2 separate regions of the Triticum aestivum genome follow, and region 2 is linked to region 1. The links are chromatin contacts, called in public Hi-C maps. All regions are on one chromosome and are shown on one strand. Each heading gives the region's core, a stretch centred on a gene start, on an enhancer-like site or on the middle of the called end of the contact. The rest is flanking DNA. Distances are from core to core; before and after follow the strand shown. Region 1 holds the start of LOC123090862 (glutamine synthetase cytosolic isozyme 1-3). Region 2 has its middle 54 kb from the start of LOC123094346.

Region 1 (5,339 bases), core at 1,244-3,743:
TCGTTGCCCTCACCGTAGGCGGCGATGTGCTCCATGTGCCGCGCCTCGAGCTTCTTGATCGCCTTCTTGATCACCTCGTACCCGCCCTCGCTCCTCATCGACTTGGTGCTGCATTCAGACATCAGCAGGATCATGTCATAACCCATAACACAAGACTAGAGTATAGCAGACGGCGATGCATCCCTTGGCTTGCTCTCTTTATCTTACCTGTAGTTTGTGTGGGCACCAGCACCATTCCATTCTCCCTACAGTCACACACATATGCAAAGTTACATATGGCTGGCTGGCCAGTGGAACGGCAGATCAAGGTGACACTTGTGGCACAAGAAGAAGAAGAAGAAATGCTCACCGGGATCGGCTTGGGGTCGAAGGAGACGACGACGCCAGCAATCTCAGTGATCCTCTATTGGGTTACACAAAGGAAAAATTTCTTATCAGCACAAGTTGCATTTTATTCATTCATTCAACCAGATGAGGCGGTTTCATTTACCTCCAGGATGTAGCGAGCCGCCCAGAGCTCGTCGCCGGCCGAGATGCCGACGGAAGGGCCGACTTGGAACTCCCACTGTCCTGGCATGACTTCTGCATTGATGCCGCCGATGTTGATGCCGGCGTAGAGGCAGGCCTTGTAGTGTGCATCGACGATGTCGCGCCCGTAAGATTTCTCCGCACCCGCGGCGCAGTAGTAAGGTCCCTGTCACACACATTTTGCTCTGCCAGTGTCACTATCGGTCCAACATTTCTGAACTGTTGTCAGCAAGTGCTAAGCTAACATCATTTACAGCCAAGTTTCCTCCCTTACTTAGTGGAGTGATCTTGGCTAAGACTTGCTCTTAATAAGAGTGCTGCAATATGCAGCATGTCTAGTTAAGTTACCTGAGGGCCAGGGTAACCCCCTAGTGGCCAGCCAATGGGCCAGTTGGTGTCCTTCTGAAGAAGGGTGTACTCTTGCTCAATCCCATACCTTACATTTCAGGCAACATAAGGGGGTGTCACAAGATTAATTGCCACATGAATTAAATTATGTGCAAAAATTAAAGTAGTGGACTAATTTCTATAGAACAGAGCAACTGAGTACCGACCATGGTTCTTCAGCCTTGACCTCGGGATGGCCGAATATCCTCGCCGCGTTGTACCGCTTGTTGCTCGGAATCGGCTCTCCGTTAGGCGCATAGCAGTCACAGATGACCTAAACGCGCGAGGTTAAAAAAAAATACTAGAGGTGAAAAAGCACTCATGAACAACTTTTCAAAATTCATTAACACAAATAAACAATAACACGAAATCCATGAATGAAAAAACAAGGAGGATCTTGATCATTCTTATATACCAGGATGTTGTTCCCCTTCCTGAATGGGTCCCTGAAGATGGCTTGAGGGCTTGGCAGGAGCAAGACATGAAATTCAGATTAGCTCAGCCTCAAGGCACGCAAGCCAAGGCATGATGGTTATGTGAAGAGTGCAGTCAAGGGCTTACCAGAGGATGACCTCGCTGTCGTCGCCCGTGGCCTGGCCGGTGCTGGAGCCGTCGAAATTCCATTTTGGGAGCTTGCTGGGGTCATCAACGGGCCCGGGCAGCGTCTGATTGTGAATATCCAAGGCATCAAAAGGGTCACAGGAAGTGTTAGGAACATATCATGCTTGCAGTGCCGTCACAGCTTAGACAAAAAGGAGCCGGCCGGCAAAGTAATGAGTCGTCGTGGGTTAGGCTTACCCTGGCTTTGCTCCTGACGTCCATGCCCGTGCCGCCGACCCTGGATTAGGCAAGGTGTATATGGAAGTAGGTTAGTAATAAGGCATAAAAGTACGATGCCGATTTCCCCAATTTATTAACTTATAATGTACTCCCTCCCTCCCCCCTACAAAAATATAAAAGCGTTTAGATCAAAGATCATTTAGACCAAAACACTCTTATATTTCTTTACAGAGGAAGTACTAGTATCATGCAGATACAAATCATGACCAGCAACACCTAGCCAAGGCATAGCCAAGATGCACATAGCCAAACAAAGAAAAAAAGAGAAAAAAAAAACATATTGGCAACAGATCAAGGCCTAAAAACAAGAGAAGGGTTTTTACTGGGCTCAAAATTTGAGAAACGCACTAGTATAGTAAACTAAACTAGAAAGAAACGTGAGATGGGATTTGTGGGGAGGAAAAAAATATGTGGCCTGCCTGACTTGGAAGGAAGGTGAGATGGGAGGTTGGGACAGTGCTGAGGAAGATGGAGGAAGAGGGATGTTACCATATGTACTCGGCGATGATCTTGCCGGTGCAGCCGGACAGGTCGAGGCTGAGAAGGTCGGCGAGCGGAGACATGGCGGATGCCGGCGTGCTGTTCTTCTTCTTCCCCCGGAGCCTACCGGAGATGGAGAGGGAGAGGGAGAGGGAGAGGTGTTGTAGTGGCAAATGGTAGCTCTCTGGGAAATGCGGGACAGGGGAGCGAGCCGAGTGGTGCCGCCGTAGCTGGCTCTGCCCCTCTATAAGTAGCGTGGCGACGGGGGAGGAGGCCCTGAAAGGTTGGTGGGCGTTGCGGGCGGGGGGAAACGGAAACCGATGGTACGTACGGCTGTCCTTGCGTGCGTACGTTTCCGCGGCCTGCGCGCACGGAACACCTTTTCTACTGTACCAGTACACGGGACGCCATGCGTACGGACAACCGCGCTTCGCTGATCCGCACACCACATCAGGAGCACTTCATTAATTAAAATTAAGAAAGCCCTGCTGAAAGTGCCATTCACTCGGTCGGGGAAGGAGAAATTGGCTATGGCTATGGCTGACTTCCCCTTTGCTTATGCATGAAGCAGCTGGCTAGCCAGTGCTACTACTCCAGTGGTGAAGGGCAAATTCACGTTCTCTTGTCCCGGCGTCCGTGCGGATCCCTGTGGACTGACTGACTGACCCGATGGGTCAAAGCTAGACGGTGACATGAGTGAGACGTGAGCCACACCTGCAAGATACTCTATGTAGGAAAGCGACCACTGCTACTCCGTGACCATCGCAGTAGCAAATTTAACCATGACTTCGGGACATGTGTGAGCAGCTAAGTTGTTGTGCCTGTCGTGTCATCCCCCTCGTGACATCGTTAGAGCAACTCCAACGGGGCGACCCAAACCAGCACGCGTTTTGTCCGTTTTTGTCAGGCGGACGTGCGCGTCCGTATTGTAAAATGGGTCGGCTTGACCATCCAACGGGGAGGCAGACCCAAATGTGCCGGCATGGCATGCAAAAAAATATGCTTGCACGAAATAAACTTAAAATAAACATAATAAAACATAAGTGGCCGGTCGCCGGCCAAAGTCCACTTAAACATAATTAAAACATTAAGAAAAAAGACTGCGCCGCCTTCTGCCGCCCCGCACGCTGCCCTTGGCGGCGCCGCTGCCGTCGCCATCGCCGGTGAGGTCGATGAAGACGGGAGCAGGGCCTACCCACCCGAACGCCGCCTGGGTATGCTGCCAGGACAACCTCCTCCGGCGTCTGCTGGGGCGGCGGCATTGCGGCTAGCCGCGCGCGCTCCTCCTCCTCCTCCTTGAGCCGGAGCGCCTCCGCATCGCGCTGGAGCATGGCCTCGTAGCGCATCTGCTGCTCGCCGTCGGCCTGCTCCTGGCGAGCCAGTGTGCCTTCCAGCGCTCGAGGTGGGCGGCCTCCCGCTCCGGCGTTGCGGCGAAGTGGACGGGGGGCGCGCTCACACACTCGCGGTACTGGCCGAGTAGGCCTCCTCCGGCCAAGTGGGTGGAGACGGGGAGCGCTTCCGCGTCGGCTTCGGCTACGACTTGGGCTGGATGGGCGGCGACGGTGGCGGTGGCGGCTGGAACAACGGGGTGTGGACGGAGTCCCCCGCCGCCAACAGGGCGAGGGCTTGCTCCAGCCCATCCCAGCGCGCGTCCTCCTTGAGGCGGCTAGCCTCCAGCGCCTGCTGCAGGGCCTCCTCGAGGGCGGCAGCGGGAACGACGTGGGGACGGCGTCGACGCCCGAGCGCCGTTGCTCCTCGTGCTCGAGGGCGAACCAAGCCTCCCAGTTGGGAGAGTCGGCGACGTACTCAAGGCAGCCGACACTGCTCCGGCGTGAGCTGCGCGCGGCGCTGGTGCACCTCGTCGTCGTGTGCCTGCTGGCTCCGCAGAACCGCTGACACCGGGATCCGCTGGGGATCTAAGTGCCAATGGTGCGGCAGCGTCACGTCAGGGTAGGGGAGGGGCTGCCTGTACTCCCAATGCCACCGTGCTTGGTGCACCGGGATGTGCAGGTGCCGATGTTCAGGGCGTAAATGGGCCGCCGGCAGAGGAGGAGGGGGAGGGGAGCACGGGAGGACGACATGCCGGGGGTGCACTTGCCCTTGCCCTTGTCATTGTTGCCGAAGAAGCCCATGGCGGGCTAGGGTTTCCTGTCACCGGTGATGAAGCAAGGGAGTGGTGGGGGGCTAGATGTGGACAGGAGAACTGGATGAGGCCGCCCACCCGTCGCACGCGTGCTTAAAAAAGGAAGCTTCCAGAGGCTGACAAGTGGGCCCGCTGTCGGTGGTCGTCATAAATATGACGACCGGTGGCGATTGGGTGGCCTACAGGTGGGGACGCGGCAGACGCCGATGAGACGCGCGGCGCGTATGCTTCGCATCCGTGCCGACGCATTCTAGACGCAATTTTGGGCTGAAAATGGGTCGGCGCGGACGCGATTTGCGTTTGGGTCGCCGCGTTGGGCCTGCACTTTTGTCCGCGCCGACCCAAACGGACGCATGCGGATGAAATGGGTTGCCCCATTGGAGTTGCTCTTACCTCGTGGACGACAAAATACATTCACCTAACGAGTTCGTTAGGAAATGGACAACCAACTCTAGTAGACTGCAGACCCTTAGGGCATCTCCAACGCGCCCTTCATCATCAAAATGCTGACAAACGTCTAGGGTCTGGATTCTTTGTGTCATCCAATGTCATACATCAAAGGGTCTGTGAATCAGCTTGACCGTCTGCAGAATTATCGTAGTACCCCCTGTACGACAGTCTAGTTCGCAGGAGGGCCGGACTTTCTTGTAAACTTGGTTGTGGCTGAGAGGCCTCCTTGAGCAATGGAATTCCCTCCCCCCCGCAAAAATAATAATCAGTTTGACCGTTTGAATTCTCATAAACCGAAGCATAGCTGGAGAAGGTTTGCGAACCTTCGGACAGCCACCACGTAGGCATCTGACACACTCGTCCCACACAAAAACCCATCTAGAGCCCCGCTTTTCTCTCTCCGACCCCTCACCCTTGCTCTGAATCCACATAATTTGACCTCCACCGCCACCGTTGTTGTAACACCTACTCCGCCGCCCAAGCCTTGCCAAGCCTTCGCCGCTCCGCCTGG
Region 2 (5,339 bases), core at 1,903-4,402, 300 kb after region 1:
CAAATGATCTGTCGACTGTTCCATTTGATGAGTTCTTCGCGTTCTTCAATCAAAAGGCCCTCGATAAACTAATGGTCTTTTGCTACTGTCTGTAAGTACTATTTCTGTCATTAAGTCTATATATAGCTTTGGCTCTTTCATTTCATGTATTTATAATTAATTATCCTCAATATATTATGCAGATTGAAGATCGTCGAGTGCAAAAAACAAGAAATTTATGATATTGGGTTCATTAACACAAATATCATAGATGAAATTCTGGTTAAAAGGACATCAAAGAGGCTGAGGACAACGTGCTACAATCATTGATAAAAAATCAAAACAAAGATACCATACTCTTTCCTTACAACGGCAAGTGAGTGTTACTGCTGTGTGCATATTCGGTTTCCCTTATTACTCGAGCGAGGTTATAGTAATGTAATTGATGAGTTATGCATGCGTGCGCAGGTACCACTATATTCTTCTGGAGATTAAGCTTGAGCGTGGACTAGTAACCGTCTTAGACTCGAGACGGAAAGATCCCAAATCCTATGCGGACATGACTGAAATGCTCAGCAAGTAAGTTCAATCGATCATTATCGCACCATATCGGCAACTTTTTGTTAATTTCCTGATATCTCAAGTAATAATAATTATTTTCTTTGTCTTGCAGGATTTGGAAACAGTTCACCGCAGAAGCTCCGGGACTGCCGAAGGAGCTGCGATATACATACCCGAAAGTAAGTACTACTGGCTAGCTAGTTGCGCGCATCTCCCGTTGATTCTATAGCTATACTTTCATCAATGCCATTTATAATGCTTCATTATCAGTTTGATTGACCTCTATTTCTCGTAAAGTGCTTGTGGCAGGAAGAAGGGAATGATTTCTGTGGATACTACGTGTGCGAGTTCATCCACAACGCGACTTTGAAAAACAAGCGGGGCTACTCTCAAAGACAATATGAAGTGCGTAAGCAATAATATTCACAATTTCATTTTATTACACCATCATTTCTGTTGAGTTTCATTCATATATATGTATTAATTAACCCCCTTCTTCAAATTAGACGTGGCAGATGCGGAATGAACTCCTAGAACCAGATCGCATGAAAGCAATTCAAGAGGAATTGGCGGGATTCTTTCTTGACCACGTCATCAATAAAGCCGGAGCATACCATGTGGAAATTGATTTCAATTGCTAGGGAATTGTAATTATAAGAGATCTTATACATATTGTACATGCATGTATGTAGCCAGTAGCGTCAGATACATGATATACGAAAACTTGTTGTTCGACCAATCTCTCGGAGAAGGAGAGAGGTCGATCGATCACTTCTCTCGGTATGCATGAACTTCTGTACTGAATGGTTCTCTCGATCACTTATGTATATATAGTACATAGAGTCGACCAAGCACGGACATAAGAGAGGACACTTCTCTTTATTAATTAGCTAGCTAACACAATATATGAAACACGTAAATTAACCCCCCAAAACCCCCAATCCCGCCCCCCTCCTTTCAAAAAAAAATAACAAAAACCCCAACCACTGGAATGCTGACGCGTGGATGCTTTTTGGTCCCGGTTGGTGCCACCAATTGGGACCAAAGGACCCCTGACTGGGCTCGGCGCACAGGGCCACGTGGAGGCACATTGGTCCCGGTCCTTGTTTGAACCGGGACTAATGGGTGGAGGTATTAGTAACGGCCCATTAGTCCCGGTTCATGAACCGGGACTAAAGGCCCTTACGAACCGGGACTATTAAGTGTTTTTCTACTAGTGGCCTTGTACAAGATGAATATATATATGCACTCCACACCATGCATGCAATCCCGTCTTGGTTGAATTTGCTTGGCTTCTTAAGCTATTGACATATACTTAGCCTTAGCATATTCCCAGCGGTCATCAACCGGGCACACATATACAATACATTGGGCATGGGCGGCCTTAGGAACTCAACTTTCAGTTGTACCTGAACATCTGGTTCTATCAATTTCCGAATCCTAGCCTTAGTTGCCCGTCATGTTTTGGTTTTGCTTTGCAGCCATGTTCAGTGATAGGACGGTGAAAGATGCATGTAAGAACTAGTCTATTGCTGCAAATATTTTACGTAGACTAAAATTCGTTCCTCTGCATTCCAGAGAAGTTTGTGAAGATCCCTTCCACCTACCAGCTGATAGAACAACGCAGCATGTAACTGATGTGTAACAGGTTATTATATTTGTGGTTGATCTTTCCGTGGGGACCTACTTATTAACAAAATTTGGACTTTGTGTGGCACGTTTCTTCGGTGTATTAATTTAGTTGACTCAAATAAATAAAAACTACTCCCTTCGTCCCATAATATAAGATATAGCTTGCAAAACGATCTTATATTATGGGACGGATGGATTAACACATAAGCCCTTGATAGTAAATGAAGCTTTGTTGACTTGTCTTTGTTTAAAAAAAGTGGAGTTGAACCACCATTCACTACTCAGTTGGTCATAGATATTTAGAGCCTCTTCAATAGGATTTTCCTAATTTGACCACCTACATGATCGTGGACACTTCCACAGACAACACACACATTTGAACCCCCGCAAATCACGCAACATTGATCAACACATTTAGACAGCACATAAAGACAGGTAGTAAGTTCATACACATGGGAGGATAAGACATACGCGGACAACAAATTCATACACATAAACTATAGATGAAAATGATGTTCTAGGATAAAGTTAGGATGAAGATGTTCATCGCTTCACCTTGCCCTTGCTCTTGTCATCATTGGGGCGGCAGTAGTAATATTGTGAAGGCGACATATGGTTTGTCCTCTAGGGACCGTCAGAGTTGGAAGAGGACAAGGGGAGTAAGGGGAGGCGGCATATGCGGACGTTTGAAGGGCGGAATTTGCTAGGCCGGCTGTAGATGCTCTAACATATATGAGATGGTAACAGCATAAGGTCATCGTCCACATGGTGTATGCGTAAATGAGGCCTTGCACGATGTAAGGCGATTGAAGCAAACGTCATGAGATCGAAGAGCGCAAGCTCTACACGCCACACCTAAGATGGATCCGTCGCGCTACAAATCGAATTTCGCCTTCTCTTTTCACCAATCGAATTGAGTGGCTGACAAGCGCGCTTGTAGGCTATTTATGTGATGGCCCTTCCACCACCTTGACCTATTCAAACATGATGTGACTATATATTGATGCATAGTTGTACTGGAGTAGCATTTTGCTGGTGCTAGGCACCCCACATGCATCCGATCAAAACGGGCTAGCGTGCCACCTGCTCATCTGTGCCTAAGCAGCATCACAAAAGCTGCAAAGATACAAATAGTACAAAACGGAACGAAGATAAGGCATGGTGACTAGCACCATGCGATGCGAGATTCACTCAACAGATCACCGATGTTTGTTTGTCTCTTCCGGGGTCCAAAAGCTTCATGGAAGCGGCCAGCACAGTCCATCCAGATCCAGGGGCACGCGTCACCGTTGGGTCTCTCACTACTGTACGTACAACGCTGGCGATCGACGTGTAATTGTATGCAGTGTGGATGCTGAATCACGAGGCACACCGATCGAGACGGCCGGAGATTCAACCATGCATACTCCATACTCGTACGTTTTCTTTCGTTAATTATACTAGCAAAAAGGGCCCGTGCGTTGCAACGGGAGAAAAATATCGTAAAACCTGCTCCGTGTGATAGTACGCGCCATTTCTTATATACAGTTTTGATAAACATAAGTAATAAGTTCATCACCCGATCGGCTTCAGAACCTTCTCAGTCCTTCTCAATCCTTGTTGCACAGAGATGAGAGCAAAAATACTCCTCCTACTTTGGCGGTGCTGGTTCCTCGTGATGACTGTGTTCATAACACAGGAAAGGAGCTCATCACCCGATCGGCGCTCTTCTTGAAACATTACGAGGAGGAAATCAGGTGCTCCGATACAATGGAAAAGGAAGAACCAAACCTCAAACAGAAACAGGTGCATGCAGTGAACACTCTGGCCGGTCGGAGTTCTTTGCATCAACAGACAGACACAGGCATTGGAGAGGGCTCAGGCAACACCACGGCAAATCAGTGGTGTCCTCCAGATGTGGGCACCATCAAACTGAACTCAGACGCAGCATTCCGGGCTGACAGCGGAATTTCCCATGCGGGTGCGATCGCACGAGACCACAGAGAGGTCGTGGTTTTCTCTTTGTCCAAACAGATTGGCTGCTGTGGCGCAGTTGAGGAAGCTGAGGCTCCCACCCTCCTTGCTGGACTACAGACCCTGTCCGACCTACACAGGGGGCCAATCGTTGCTGACACGGACTGCACATTTTTGTCAAATGAGCTGCGGCCAGGTGCCAGCAACTTATCTGCCTGGTACCCCGTGATCGCTGACATCAAGACGGAATTGGTGAAATTCAGTACAGCCCAGGTCAACTACACGAGCAGGAACCAAAACAAGATGGCTCACCTTCTAGCTGCTCGGGCTAGAAGTCAGGAAGACATGATTATGATGGCGAGCGTCCCAGATGACCTGGCTGCAGCATTAGCTGCCGACCCTGTGTTGGCTCAGGAGTAGTTGTACTCCTAGTTTTTCCTCAAAAAAAAAACATAAGTAATAAGTTTATATTGTTCATTTTTTTGAAGTATGAAGTATGGTAGCAAAGAAGCCACCCTAACATCCTTCATTTGATGGAAGGGTAGGGGTGCATGGAATAGTCTAGTAATCGGTTCTATATTTTATTTTTGGGAAAAACACAAACATTTTATTATTTTAAAATAATTAAACAATTTGAATTTTTAATCTTTTAGCAGAACTGAAACATGTTTTGAAAATGAACATTTTTTACACATGTTTTTCTGAACGAGAATTTTTAAATATAATTTTAATTAAAACATTTTTGGGGGATTCTGAGATCTTTTTTTAAACATATATATATATATATATATATGTATATATATATTTAAAAACATGTTTTTTTTAAAACAAGAAAAGGTACGCGATTTAAAAAAAACGCACACTCGATGCCCATACTATGTAGTATAAAGTTGAGAAAGTCGTAGGGATGTCCTTGGATGGCGCCTCCTTCAGCTTAGCACTGTCATCGGCTGGAAGAGGAATGTTGTATTTGTTTCTAGCCGGATATACAGACGATGGAATTGTTGTATACTATTCGAGGGTTTAATAACTAATTCAAAAGTTTCTGTAGAATTTTCAAAAGATTTTGTTGGGCGAAAGAGTAATGGTGCATTGAATTGGGATTGTTTATATACAATTTTTTGTTAATATTCGAAAGCAAAGAGATAATGTTGGTTATTTGATTTGCAAGATTATATTTTGTTCCTTTTCTTTTGCATTATTTGAACTTGGCC

The links. A called contact is a pair of places that touch in the nucleus more often than the background predicts.
Region 2: a Hi-C map of leaf shows a contact between it and region 1, with 5 times the contacts expected there. The contact joins the enhancer-like site here to the promoter of LOC123090862 in region 1. A contact is called at or near these places in 2 of 5 Hi-C or Micro-C datasets (both in leaf).

Annotation. Positions count from the first base shown.
Region 1 is chr4B:37,447,450-37,452,788 of IWGSC CS RefSeq v2.1, forward strand. It overlaps LOC123090862 (glutamine synthetase cytosolic isozyme 1-3), which reads right to left and starts at 2,494. Exons shown (of 11, transcript XM_044512214.1): 1 at 2,245-2,494; 2 at 1,714-1,753; 3 at 1,477-1,580; 4 at 1,331-1,379; 5 at 1,083-1,189; 6 at 877-964; 7 at 491-694; 8 at 350-403; 9 at 208-245; 10 at 1-108. The coding sequence starts at 2,318.
Region 2 is chr4B:37,742,594-37,747,932 of IWGSC CS RefSeq v2.1, forward strand. No RefSeq gene overlaps it. Among protein-coding and RNA genes, the nearest start is that of LOC123094346, 54 kb to the left of the region's middle. Within about 2 kb of position 3,153, at least 1 of the 8 cell types and tissues checked has an H3K27ac peak or open chromatin away from gene starts, as enhancers often do. A contact at or near this core is called in leaf, where this site is marked.